Linked DNA regions of Sus scrofa: region 1 is linked to region 2. Evidence: chromatin contacts called from public Hi-C data. All regions are on one chromosome and are shown on one strand. Each heading gives the region's core, a stretch centred on a gene start, on an enhancer-like site or on the middle of the called end of the contact. The rest is flanking DNA. Distances are from core to core; before and after follow the strand shown. Region 1 has its middle 28 kb from the start of RWDD4. Region 2 holds the start of ING2 (inhibitor of growth protein 2).

What was found. Hi-C and Micro-C count contacts between places; a contact is called where the count stands out from the background.
Region 1: a contact with region 2 is called in a Hi-C map of skeletal muscle, with 6 times the contacts expected there. The contact joins the enhancer-like site here to the promoter of ING2 in region 2. A contact is called at or near these places in 5 of 47 Hi-C or Micro-C datasets (epiblast stem cells, fetal skeletal muscle, mesenchymal stem cells and 2 more) and 1 of 2 datasets of contacts at active chromatin or transcription factors (skeletal muscle).

Annotation. Positions count from the first base shown.
Region 1 is chr15:44,958,052-44,964,805 of Sscrofa11.1, reverse strand. No RefSeq gene overlaps it. Among named protein-coding and RNA genes, the nearest start is that of RWDD4, 28 kb to the left of the region's middle. Within about 2 kb of position 3,140, at least 2 of the 83 cell types and tissues checked have an H3K27ac peak or open chromatin away from gene starts, as enhancers often do. A contact at or near this core is called in skeletal muscle, where this site is marked.
Region 2 is chr15:44,914,045-44,921,096 of Sscrofa11.1, reverse strand. ING2 (inhibitor of growth protein 2) reads right to left here and starts at 3,502. Exons shown (of 2, transcript XM_003133342.5): 1 at 2,402-3,502. The coding sequence starts at 2,573. It overlaps LOC100621235 (a long non-coding RNA gene), which reads left to right and starts at 3,531. Exons shown (of 5, transcript XR_001301384.2): 1 at 3,531-3,616.

The DNA.
Region 1 (6,754 bases), core at 1,891-4,390, 44 kb before region 2:
CAAAACTGTACAGTCCTTTATATGTTCACCTAGATTTCTCCATATGTAACATTTGTTATATTTTACCATACGTATACCATTCTCTTTCTTCCTCCCTCCTTCCTCACCCCACCCCGATCTATTTCTCTTTATATACAAACATACATATATATATATATATATATATTTCTTTTTTTTTGCTTTTTAGGGCCGCTCCCGTGGCATGTGGAGGTTCCCAGGCTAGGGGTCTAATCAGAGCTACAGCTGCCTGCCTATGCCACAGCCACAGCAACACAGGATCCCAACCACGTCTGCGACCTACACCACAGCTCACGGCAACGCCGGGTCCTTAACCCACTGAGTGAGGCCAGGGATCAAACCTGCAACCTCATGGTTCCTAGTCGGATTCCTTTCCACTGTGCCGTGATGGGAACTCCCATATATACACATTTCTGACCCCATTGGCAACATTATGTCCCTTTACTCTTAAATACTTCAGTGTGTATTTTCAGGGACAAAGACAGTCTCTTACATAACCACAGTGCAGTGATCAAAATCAGGAAATTGGAGTTCTTGTTGTGGCACATCGGAAACGAATCCAATTAGTATCCATGAAGATTTGGGTTTGACCCCTGGCCTCCATAAGTGGATTGGGATCCAGCATTGCCGTGAGCTGTGGTGTAGACCAACAGCTGTACCTCTGATTCAGCCCCTAGCTGGGAATTTCCAAATGCTGCAGGTGCGGCCTTAAAAAGCAAAAAATAAAAACAAAATCAGGAAATTAATATTGATGCAGTACAATTATCTAATACAAAGACCATTTCAGATTTTATCATTTTTTCCCCAAATGTCCTTTAGAGCAAAAGAACACAATTTTCTGTTCCAGGATCCCATCTATGATCCCATTTGCACTTCGTTGTCATGTCTCCTTGCTCTTTCCTCTGGAACACTTCCGTAGTCTGTTTTTGTCTTGCACGACCTTGACATTTTTGAATGGCGTGGGCCAGATATTTGTAAAATGTCCCTCAACTTTGGTTTGTCCTATGTTTCCCCATAATTCAATTCAGGTCACTTTGGCAGGAGGATCTCAGTCCTATAGTGTTCTCAGCGCAGGAGACACAGAAAACCCATTCTTCTCATTTCTGATGATGTCAACTTCGAACTCATGTTTAAGGCAGGGTCTGCCAGGTGTCTCCACTGTGAAGTCACTATTTCCTACCTTTATAATTAATAAATATTTTCTAAAGAGATACTTTGATATTATGCAAATATTTTGTTCCATCTTTCCCCTACTAGCGTCTATTGCTGATTCTTGCTTGAAACAGCTACAACCATGGAAAATCAATTTGTGATGTTCTAATTCCATCATTCCTTCTTCATTTATTCCTTGGCATTCTACAGTATGGCACTCTCCTCCACCCATCAGTATGGACTCATTTCAATGCTGGATTTATTATTCTCTCATCCATTTATCATTATTTATTTTGCTGTTCAATTTCTACCAGATTTGGCCCATCAAATTGGCCCTTGTATCCTTTTGACAGGTCCCCATCATACTTGAACAATTCTTCTCTTTCCGGCACAACAATACATAAGATTATATCTTAATGTGTTTTTGGACAAAATCCCAAAATGTGGCTCATTGAAAGCAGTTCTATAGAGAGAGGATGCTGTGATCTAAAGATGCTGCTGATGGTCTTTTGTGCTTTAAGGCAAAAGCTCAAAGAAACCATAGGAATGGGCCCTCTTCCACCAATCTTCTGTAAATATTGCTTCTTCTAAAAAGGCTTTTGATTAGATTTGGACATCGGACAATTCAAGATTTTGTTGCCTGGCGAAGATCAGCAGCACTAAGATAACTTCGTGTGGTCATGGAAATGTTCTAAACCTGCATTATCCAATGTGGTAGCCACTAGCTGCATGTGATTGTGGAACACTTGAAATGTGGCTAGTGCGACTAAGAAACTAAATTCTTGGAGTTCCTGTTGTGGCTCGGCAGAAAGGAATCTGACCAGTATCCATGATCCCTGGCCTTGTTTAGTGGGGTAAGGATCCAGTGTTGCTGTGAGCTGTGATGTAGGCTTGCAGCTGCAGCTCCGATTTGGCCCTTAGCCTGGGAACCTCCATATGCTGCGGGTGTGGCTCTAAAAATACAAAAAAAAATTTAAAAATTTTAAATTTTTGTAAAAGAAACTGAGGAGTTTCTGTCATGGTGCAGGGGAAACAAATCTGACTTGGAACCATGAGGTTGCGGGTTCCACCCCTGGCCTCACTCAGTGGGTTAAGTATCCAGTGTTGGCATGAGCTGTGGTGTAGTTTGCAGATGCAGCTCAGATCTGGCACTGCTGATTTGACCCCTAGCCTGGGAACTGCCATATGCCACACATGTGGCATCTCCCAAAAAAAGCAAAAAAAAAGTTGTTTCGGGGAGTGCCCTAGTAGTCTAGTGGTTAGGACCCGGCATTTTCACTGCTACAGCCCAGGTTTCAATCCCTGGCCTGGAAACTGAGATCTCACATCAAGATGTTTGCATGCTGTGGAAAAATAAATAAATACAAATTTTTAAAAAGTAAAAAAGGAGTTCCTGTTGTGGCTCAGTGGTTAAGGAACTTGACTGGCATCTATGAGGATGCAGGCTCAATACCTGGCCTCGCTCTGTGGGTTAAGGATCCGGTTGCCGTGAGCTGTGGTGTAGACCCCAGATACGGCTTGGATCCTGCTTTGCTGTGGCTGTGGTATAGGCTGACAGCTACAGCTCCAATTGGACCTCCAGCCTGGGAACATCCATATGCCATAGTTGCAGCCCTAACAAGAGAAAAAGACAACAATTTAAAAAAAAAATCCAAAAGGAAAAAAAAATTATTTCAAATTGGCAACTTCTGAGGACAATGATAGACAGGCAAGAGGCAAAAAAAAAAAAAAAAGTTCTTAGCAAAATCTAAACTTTGCTTAAGATAGGCTTTCTTTACAAATGGTCTATATACTCTGTGGAAAGACAAACAGGAATGTCTGACCCTGAACACTTAGGTTGTCTGGCAACCATCTAAATGGGTCCAGAGTCTAGGGTCCCCCAGTAGGAGGGGCTGTGCCCAAACCCAACTTCCCACAAGACCAACAGGTGCTGGCAGCAGGCAAGGCAGATAACTAACTCTCAGAACAGCTGCCATCTCACTCAGACTGCCGGATGCCCAGGCAGACATCGTGTCCCAGTTGGCAAGGCCACGCTCCTGCTTGCTCTATAAAAAAGGAAAGCAACTCTGTGGGGGTGGGGGACTTGAGTCCTTCTCTCGGGGTCCAGATCCACAGTAGTCCAACTTGCCCCAGGCCAGGCGCCCCTCCTTAGGCTGAGATCAGAACCACATGAGTAAAATCTGCTCCATCTTTCCTCATGTAGTCCCACCTGTAGCAAAAAACTCTCACTTTGTTTGCTCCAGCCTTTTGAGAGATACTTTGGTTTGCTTGTTTGGGCTTGTTAGGGCTGACCTTGTGACATATGGAAGTTCTCAGGATAGGTGTCGAATCCGAGCTGCCGGCCACAGCCACGGCAATGTGGGACAGAGAGGCATGAAAGAGTGACAGCTCATGTGAGAATGACCTGTGTACCCAGCAGGACCAGCCCTTACCAAGGTAGAGAAGGTACAGCAGACCCCACGCACGCCGGGTGGCCAGAGAAACAAAAGCATCCATGGGGGGGGGGGTGGGAAACGTAGGTGTCACATGGCAGCCAGAAGAGTGTGTGAGTAGGAACCAGGGCCACCCAGACCCTCACTGTATCAGTCATTTTCTCCAGAGAAACAGAACCAGTGGGATGTGTATAGATGTACAGTTAGGTTTATTTCAAGGAACTTCACCGCCGTGAAGGCCCACAAGTCCAAAACCTGCAGGGCAAGCCGGTAGCCTGGAGGCTCAGGGAAGATGTGATGTTGCAGCTCAAGGTCAAAGGCAGTCTGCTGGCAGAATTCCTTCCTCTCCAGGGGACCTCAGTCTGTTGACTCGAAGCCTTCAACTGGTTGGGTGAGACCCACCCACCATATGGAGAAGAATGTGCTCTATTCAAAATCTACTGAGTTAAATGTTCATCTGGCCCCCCCCCCCCAAAAAAAGCCTTCATAGCAACATCCGCTCCTGTTTGAACATTATCTGGATACCATGGTCCTGTCAAGTTGATATGTAATATCAGCCATCACTGGATTTAGGTAGGTCCTAATCCTACAGACTCAGAGAGGAAGAAGACAGCGTCCAAGTGGAAGCAGAGATGGGAGTCTGCATCTACACACCAAGGAACGCCAAGGATTGCCAGCAGCCGCCAGAAGCTGAGAGAGACACAGGGGAGGATTTTTCTCTCAGAGGCTCCAGAAGGACCAGTCCTGCTAAAGACACCTTGATTTCAGGCTGCAGGCCTCCAGAGTGGTCAGACAACATCCACTTCTATTGCTTTAAGCCAGTTGGTAGGAAATGAATGCAGAGCGTTTTGCAGAGTTCAAAGAAAAGTTGAACAGAGTGGGCGTCAGGAAAGGCAGGAACCAGGGTAGCCTTCGGGACCCAGCTGCTGGCATGTGGACCTTCCAGCCATGCTCCTCTGTTTGGCTGACCCAGCTTTCAGTCTCAGGGACTCAATTTAAATGAAATGAGAGATCAAATTTGGCCCAGTTTATGCCAGAGATCTTCCCTTGATCAAGTCACCATGTCCTAGAAGAAAGTCCAGGACTGAAACCATGCTAGTCAAGACCCAGCCCTTGAGGATAAGCGGCAAGGTCTCAGTAATGGGGGGTTCTGGGGAGGCTGGATATTCCCAAACCCCACCTACTGCCCTTCTGCAAAGTAACAGGTCATTGAGAGAGACCAGTGGCTTCTAATTCTGCCTGATGATTGTAATCCCCCAGGAAACTTTAAAAATTATAGATGACTGGGCTCTACCGCAAAATCTCCTCAGGGGAATCTCAACAAGTATGGCCTGGGATTTTTTTTCCCCAAAAAACTCAGGTGATTATGATAATGAGCCGGGAGGTTAGGGGTACCTAAGGTTGTCAGAGAAGATTCTTGATGTGTGACTTGAACTTCCTTGGAGGAAGCATAGGACATCTTTGGCCTGAAGGACTGAATTCCAAGCAGAACCTTAAAAAAATTCTATGAGTCCTCATAAATGCAACTGCTCTACGGACCCAAAAACAGCCGCACAGGGGAGACAAATGGGCGTGGAAGACAGATTTGATTTTCCACCCGGCTTTCCTGCAAGAGTTTGTCTTTGAATTTATTGCATGCTGTCATATCACGATCAGTGTAATGAATCAACCGATTGTATCCCTGCTTCACTAGAATTGTGTAACACCCTGGGAGAAGTCCGGGCACATGCACCCTTGAATTCAAAGGCTTTAAGGGAACACAGTGATCTGTACCCTCTGTCATCTGCATTTGATAACATCTTCTAATGGAAACACTGACATTTTGCCAGCAACTGGGAACAGTTTATTTAAATACCTTAGCCAAAAATCACTCATCAATTTCTGATTTGGAAAGATATTTTTTTCTTCATGCTTATCAAGAGCCATGACCCGGAACTTATCTATACATACTACTGTACTGATAGGAAAAACTGAAATCCTAGATGTATTTTTTTTCTAAATATTTGCAAAACGGAGGGTGGATTTCTCTAAATGTTACCCACGGACTTGCATAAACACACACCACACACACACAGCCTTCCCTCCCCAAATTCTCCATCTAGCAGAAAGACACTAACCAAACTTACCTCTATCTAGCACTTATTAAGATTCTTGCTGTAGAGTTTCTGTCATGGCTCAGTGGTTAACCAATCCGACTAGGAACCATGAGGTTGCAGGTTCAATCCCTGGCCTTGCTCAGTGGGTTAAGGATCCGGCATTGCCTTGAGCTGTGGTGTAGGTTGCAGATGCGGCTTGGATCCCGCGTTGCTGTGGCTCTGGCATAGGCCGGCGGCTACCGCTCCAATTAGACTCCTAGCCTGGGAACCTCTATATGCTGTGGGAGTGGCCCTAGAAAAAAAAAAGACAAAAAGACAAAAAAAAAAAAAAAAAAATCTTGCTGTGAATGATATGGAACTGAGGTTTTTGCAAAATACTTGAATGCCTTTAGAATTTAATCTGTAGGTAACAGAGGGGTTCAAATTTTATTTCACAATTGAGTGAGCCAGGGAAAGAATAGCCATTAATCACTTTCAGATTGTTTACTGTGTGCCAGGCACTGTTGTGTTTTCCTTAACTCATTTAAACCTCACAACAAACCTATTAGGTAGGTTCTATTATTATTACCACCACTTCACAGATGAGGAAAGTGGGGTACATGGAAATGACTTATTGAACCCAAGTCACACAGTTCCTAAGTCACAGTGCCTGGGTTCAAACCCAGTCTGACTCTGGAGCTGTAGTGTAATAAGAAATACATACAGGACAGGACCCCATTCCGGTTCTTGGAATTTCCTGAGTGCTAGGACTGCCTTTGTCATTCATCGTGAACCCCTTGCCTTCCTATCTAAGTTTATGTTAATGAGGTGATGAAGGGTAGAGCCTCTGGATGGGGCTGGTCACAAGAAAGACCAAGTTCCCAGGCGGTTGGAGCTTTCATTCCACCCACTCACCTCTGGGAAGGGGGATGGTGGCTGGAAACCTAGTTCTATACAAACTCTTGAATAACAAGATTTTTTGTTTTCTTTTTTCTTTTTTTTGTCTTTACAGGGCCGCACCCATGGCACATGGAGGTTCCCAGGCTAGGGGCTGAATCAGAGCTGTAGCCACTGGCC
Region 2 (7,052 bases), core at 2,253-4,752:
GGCCCGCAGCTACAGCTCCGATTAGACCCCTAGCCTGGGAACCTCCACATGCCGCAGGTGCAGCCCTAAAAAGCCAAAAAACCCCCCACAAAACAAACAAACAAACAAAAAAACCTACAAAAAAAACCAAAAACAAACAAGCATATAAAGCTAATGGAAAACTGTGAAAGTTGAGCTTAGTAAGCATTGTACAGAGTAAAAACAAGATCATTGTTTTTACGTTTCTTTTGAAAGTAACTACAATCTAAACGGAGCTAATTTTTTTAAATCTCTCCATTTTTGAAGGCCTAATCCTGTCTCTTGTGTCGTTAGAGCTACTTCTGTCAACTCTAGAAGGTCAAGATGGCAGATTTCCCTGTAATAAACTGTCCCTCCCAACTCAAATGAAAATAGCTTGACTTTTGTAAAGGCAAATACATCTTTAAAGAAATGTAAAAGCCTGCAAGTTTTACAAAGTTCAGAGTTATGATTATTTGAAAAACTAAAGTTGTTCAACATACAATTCTTAAGCACACATATAACATTTTTAGGTTACAATTTCAAGTATGTGCTCCATGTCTATAGAAAATACCTTTAGAGAGTACTTAAAAAAAAAAAAAAAAAAAGCTTAAATAATTTAAAAACAAGGATGTGCCCCTGAAGTAGCCAGGCTGTGGAGTCAAACATTCCCCATTTAATCGGACAAGTAACTTAAAACTCCTTGTAAATTTTAATTTATCTGCAAAATGAATTTTAATTTCATAGAGTTGTGAAGATTAAATGAGATAATGTTCTGGACGTGGTGCAGCAACTGACGGTAAATAATCTGTATTATTTCACTACTCCCCCCGCATAAAGATCAGTCCTCTTAATCATACGGGCTCAAAATAAATTACAGATTAAAACACACCGAGATGCTCTAAAATCCTACAGGCCCAAAAATATCACCCTTTAAGAAACGGGTTCCTTAGAGACTAAATCACAGGATTAGTGACGTGCCGAAACAGAGAATGGGTCCAAGAAGTTATCCCTTTAAAGTCCATATGGCTGGTTACACATTAAGTCCCAGATCTGTTCCTTGATTCAGGGTTATTAAACGCAAACGGCTCCCCATTTAGACTCCCCTTCTGGCGAAAGGCGAAAGGGCCACCAATGGAAAATAATAAATAATACTTTCTGTAAGAAAAGCTGAGCCCCAGTCCTAGCCTCCTGGATCGGACCACAAAGGGTGACTAGTGCCTCAATCACTTAAACTTGGCAAGAGGAGGGACTCAGGGTTTAAGGGACGCCAGGCGGTTGCCCAGTCAACCAACCCACATCCTCCAAGGGCCCGGAAGTGACGCAAGGCCCGGAACCTACGCGGTGCCAGGGTCAGGGACGATCCCAGCATCTGACAGTGTCTTTGTCGTGATTGAGTGGTTCGGAAAAAGTAAAAAAAAAAAATCACAACAAACAGTCCCAGATCCCAACACTGAATCTCCTGAGAACGAGCTAACTTCCCGCACAGCTCCCACCCGTTTCCAACCAGCTAGCTTCGCCCAACTCTGTGCGAGACCAGCCATCCCCGACACTGGCCATTCCCGAGACCGGCGGGAGCGCGCGTGTCCTCGCCCCTCCCATGTCCTACGTCACGGCCTCAGGCCCCGCCCCCAAGTGGGGGCCCTCCCCGCCACACACACACACACACACACACGCGCGCGCGCGCACACACACACACACACACACCCTCTTCCTTCCCCGCAGGGACCCCCCTAGCCCTTTAACCATTTGGCTGAACAAGTTGGGAAAGGCTACGGCCCGGAACTTTCCCTGGGGCGGGAGAGGAGACTACTATTCCCGAGTCCGGAGCCTGAGAGCCGACGGAGGGACCTCCCCGGAGGCCGCCTTCGCAGCCCTCTAGCCCCCTCCCCCTCGCACGTTCCAATGCATCTGCTCTCAAGGAGTGGGGGCCCACCTGGGGGGTGGGGAAAGCCAGGCCCAGGAGACCAGCGGGAGTCCGGCCGCGGCCGGCCGCTCACTCCCCACAGCCCCGCCTGGCCGTACACTCCCCGGCCGGGGCAGGAGGGTCTGCGGCACCGGGCAGGGGAGCGCCGGAACAAATGCTTGCTGCTTAAAATGGCTGATTCCCCTCCACACCAGCTGCAGCCTCCGGGTCTGCAGCGGGGGCTGTCGAGCCGCCCCCACCTCCACCCTTGAGACTCCAAGAGAAGTCCTCGCCGACCGCAGGGGGAAGGGAGGGCCGCGAACCCCGTCTCCAGTCCCGTTCTCCCGTCCCACACACCAGACCCCTCTGTACACTCGGGGAGACTGTCACAGGAGAAATGGAAAGCGGCACTTCCCCAGGCAGGCTCCGAGGGACCGTGCCCGGCGGCCAGCGGATGAGTTGGGGGAGGACCCGCACAGGCAGTCCCGCGGCCCCTACCTTGATATTTGTTGTCCAACTCTCGCAGCACGGACACGTTCCTCTGCATGTCGTGGGGCAGCGACTCCACACACTCGAGGTAGTCCTGCACGTAGCAGGTGAGAAGCCGGCTCCGCTCCCCGGTCAGGAGTGCGGCCGACGAGTAGAGTTGCTGCTGCTGCTGCCCTAACATCCTGCCGCCGCTGCTGCTCCTCGCCGCCGCCGCCGCCGCCGCCTCCGCATCCAGCAGCCACTCATGCAACAGCCACGGCCGCCGCGGCTCCTCTGCTCCGCAGCCCGGCGCCGCGGGGACACCCGCAGCCGCTCAGGAGGGCACAGCCGAGTCCCCCGATCTCCACTCCCCCCAAAAAGAAGCCCTCACTCCCCGCCCCCGCGGTAACAAGCCCAGGGGCGGGGCGAGATCTGGGCTCCCTCCTTTTTCCCCTCCCTCCCCAGGACTAGAGCAGCGGGGATCCCCCCAGCGGAGCTGGCGCCGGGGTCCCGGGCGTTGACACTTCCTGTCCCCCTCAAAATCCCCAGATGCTACCGATGCCGCTTCGCAGCTCGGAACCCCATGACAAGCCTTTCGCTGCCCCTTTCCTCCCAATCACCCTCGGTGCCTGTCGGAGAGTCTCTCACTGGATTGCCCCCGCCCCTCCGGCTGCGGACGCGTCTGCGCCTGCGCAGGCCTCCCTCCTAATAAGGCCGGGGGCCCGCCCCTACCGCCCTACCGAAAGGTTCGCATTCTCCCGCCTTCCCTCCGCCACCCGGGTGATTGGTCTGTAAACTCTCGGCCCGGGGCGGGGGGAGGGTGCGAAGGGCAGCCAAACGGCAGGCTGCGCACCGCCCCCTCTTAAAGGGGAAGCACTGTCAAGTCCACCTCTTTGCTCAAGGTCTGAATGGGACTTGCGGGGGCTGACGGCTGAGTCCTCCCTTTCGTCCTTCCCACAGGGAGGGGGAAGCTTGGACCAGCTCCCCCAGCCCGGTGTTACCGACTTTTCCCCCATCAGGTGGATCAAGCGCGGCCCCTCGCAAGCCTTAAAAGGAGCAGCGGGCGGTGGCTCTCCGCCGCGACCCTGGAGGGAGGCCTTGCGGGTCGACGCGGCGGCTTGCAGCGGGCGCGGCTCCGAGCATGCGCGGCGGCTGTGTGCCCGCCCGCTCGGCACCGCCCTCGGGCTCGGTCCTCCTCCCGCCGCGGCCTGTAGGCTCCCGGAGCATCCGGGGCTGATCGCGGAGGTAGGCGGTGCCCCCACAGCCCCCTGAGGTTTCTTTCTCCCTTAGTCGATCCGTGTTTTGAATCTCCTGGCTTCAACGAGGTCCCACCCTTCCTCAGACGCGGGGCCCCCCCGCGCCGTCCCACGACCGTGCAGGTTTTGTCCACCCTCCCGCTCTTGGGAGATCGAGTTTAGTGTGGGCTGACTGCCCTGAAAACTGTCCAACGGGTAACCTTAAAAAAAGAAAAAGAAAAAAGTTTCCCCCCGGGGGATCAGAACGTTTAAGCATTAAACGTCGGCTAGGGCTTCCTGGCGGCTTGAGGTTCACCACCACCTTAACATCTTTCTCCTCTAAGACAGAAAAACACTGGGGGGCCCGAGGACAAGGGGTGGTGAAGACGCGAGGAAAAACCTAATTAGGAATCAGGTTCACGTCCTCATCTAGGTGATCGGTCGACAGGGTTTAATTTCTGTCTTTTGTAAACTGAAATGCCAGGCAGAGGAGCTAATTTTAATTTCAGATGGACTCAGTTTGTATAATGACGTGTGTTTTTGGAAGAAACGGGTGTAAAGAGAACTAATACAAAGAGAATTTTAATGGCGTGCCAAAGTAAACAAACACTATTGTGAGTAGCACATTTGAGTTAAAAAGAAAACGTGAGTGGGTGATAAATTTGGATTTCTCCTTATATCCATTTGGTTCGCCGCGGTGGTGCACTTGCATGGTGACCTATTTAGAGTACTTTTGAAATAGCTGTTAATAGTATGGTTACCATTGACATGCAAAGAGAAATCTAGACCTTGAGGTACAGGATATTTTAAATTTTAAAGCCGAAACAAAGCATTCTTGGAAATTTGAGTCTTGGGAACAAAGTAATATTACACAGGACTCGAAGATTGTCATGTGCTATTTTCCTGTGACACTTTGAGGTTTTGACCACTTCAACCCAGGCAGTGTAGTATTGTATTTCAGAGAATCATCTAGGTTTCTTATTGTTGTCCTCCTTTAAATCTCTTAGGTTAAGCAGCCAGATCTTGTCAAAAAACAGTCACTGTGAAAAATTGAATTTTATCACTTTTTGCCTGAACCTTACTAGTTTTGTTTACACATAGATTTAAATCGGTTAGGGTTTTTTTGAAGGCCCCAAATAATGCACAATGTCTTATTATTTATTGATTCTGATTAGACATAGAATGCACCTATGATTTTATTCAGCCTAAATAGTGATCTGCAGGCAGATATGACACATGGTTAGAAAGTAGAAGTGAGAAAAGGCAGTGATTCTGAATACCTAGAGCACTCCCTCCAAGAACAGAAGAGCATGAGATGAAGGGAGGATGAATATGCAAATGTAAAACTTTTAGAGCATTATTTTCACCTTTCATAATCCTATTGAACAAGCTGAAAGGAAGCAAAAAAAAAAAAAAAATCCAGATAATGATTTTTGAGCTTGTGTTTTTCTAAACCTAAGGACACTCTTATCTGGTCATATATATGTGGGTGTGAATTATTTCAGACAAGTGCTTTTCTTGCTATATTAATTTACAAAAACGAATCAAAGGCTTATTCCTGCCATACTTTTGAAAGCAGACTGGGTGGAGAGAATTAAAAAAAAAAAAAAATCACCAACCTCCCCAAACTCAACCCTTGACCTTGGTTATTTATCATGTCCTTTTCTTCTCAGTAATTACTTAGCTGGAAACTTGGGGCCTTTTCAAATTGGGTTCCTGTACCCTGCTAAATACAGTATTTAAAAGTCCCTAATTCTCGGAGTTCCCGTTATGGTTCAGTGGTTAACGAATCCGACTAGGAACCATGAGGTTGTGGGTTCCATCCCTGCCCTTGCTCAATGGGTTAGGGATCTGCCGTGAGCTGTGGTATAAGTTGCAGACACGGCTCGGATCCCCCGCGTTGCTGTGGCTCTGGTGTAGGCCGGCAGCTACAGCTCCGATTCGACCCCTAGCCTGGGAACCTCCATATGCTGCGGGAGCGACCCAAGAAATGGCAAAAAGACAAAAAGACAAAAAAAAAAAAAAGTCCCTAATTCTCTGCAATGTAGAAATTAATCAATGGTATTTAATTGAATGAATAAAGCAAAAGACATCTTATTTGTTCTTCAGTATATTTTTCTTCCAAAAGTAACCTTTAAAAAGGTAAGTAAAGGCCACCACCAAATTAATAGAAGTGTCTGAGATTGCCTTTAATTTCTAAATCCATTACTTTAAGAGTTACCTGGTAGACCCTTATTTGTGCTGTGAGAAAGGGGAGCAACCACTTCAAACTCTAGCTAGTAATAGTGAAGTTTTCCTAAAGATCCTGCCTGAGAAGTTTCAGCTGCTGCTTGAGTCAGGCCAATTAAACTTGAAATCTTTTCTTTTTTCCTACTTTTTAATATTTTTAAAAACTTTATTATGGGAAATTTTAAGCACATACAAAAGTAGAGATAATAGTACATAAAATACTAAGATACCACTCGCCCAACTTGAACATTTATCAATATGTGGCTCATGATATTTCATCTATAAATGTTCTGCACCCCCTTATCTTTCTTGAATTATTATCATTGTATCAGTAAATGCTTTTCCGTTTGTTTTTTGGGGGGATTTTTTTTTTTTTTTTTTTTTTTTGGGCTGTAGTCCCAGCATGCAGTAGTTCCCCAGGCAGGGATCTAACTCAAGCAACAGCAGTGACAACACTGGATCCTTAACCTGCTGAGCCACCAGGGAACTCCAGTAAATACTTTAAATATGAACAGATAAGAGATAATTTTTTAAAAACATCTGCAATACCATTATCCCATCCAAAAATTATCTTAGTATCATTTAATGCTCAGGCGGTTGGAATTTCCCTATTGTCTCATTAATACCTTTTTACAATTGGTTTTTTCAATAGGATCCAAACGAATTCCACACTGCTTTTGTTTAGTGATGTCTTTTCTAAATCAGTAATAGGCAGTTAATTCTCTATTTAAATCAATGAAGCAGATAGCAGTGTTTTTCTAAGGAACATATTTGGATTGTTGAAAAGCTCTGTTAAAATGTAGGGAAATTTAAGAAAATCACTTTAACAGAGTCCTCATATTGAAATTGTCACCAGTTGACAGCCCACTGTAGAAATGAAATTATTCCTAACGCAAATAAATCAGTCCTGTAAAAATCTAGGCATTTTTTTAGAGTATAATTTGTTCTAGAAGGTCCAAGTCAAGCATTTTAAATTGTGCTAAAAAAAAAAAAAAAACCCAGACACTTTAAATCAATTCATTAGTACAGTAGGCAACAACATCAAGGAACAATAATAACACTTTGCATCTCCACTGAGCTCAGTTTTAAAGCATTTTTAATTGCTTTAATGCATAAGTAGTACACATTAATTGTAGGGGAAAAAACAGCAAAAAAGACATAAAATCACTAAAAATTGGAAATAAATCTTATTGGTATCTAAGTATACTCTTAAGATG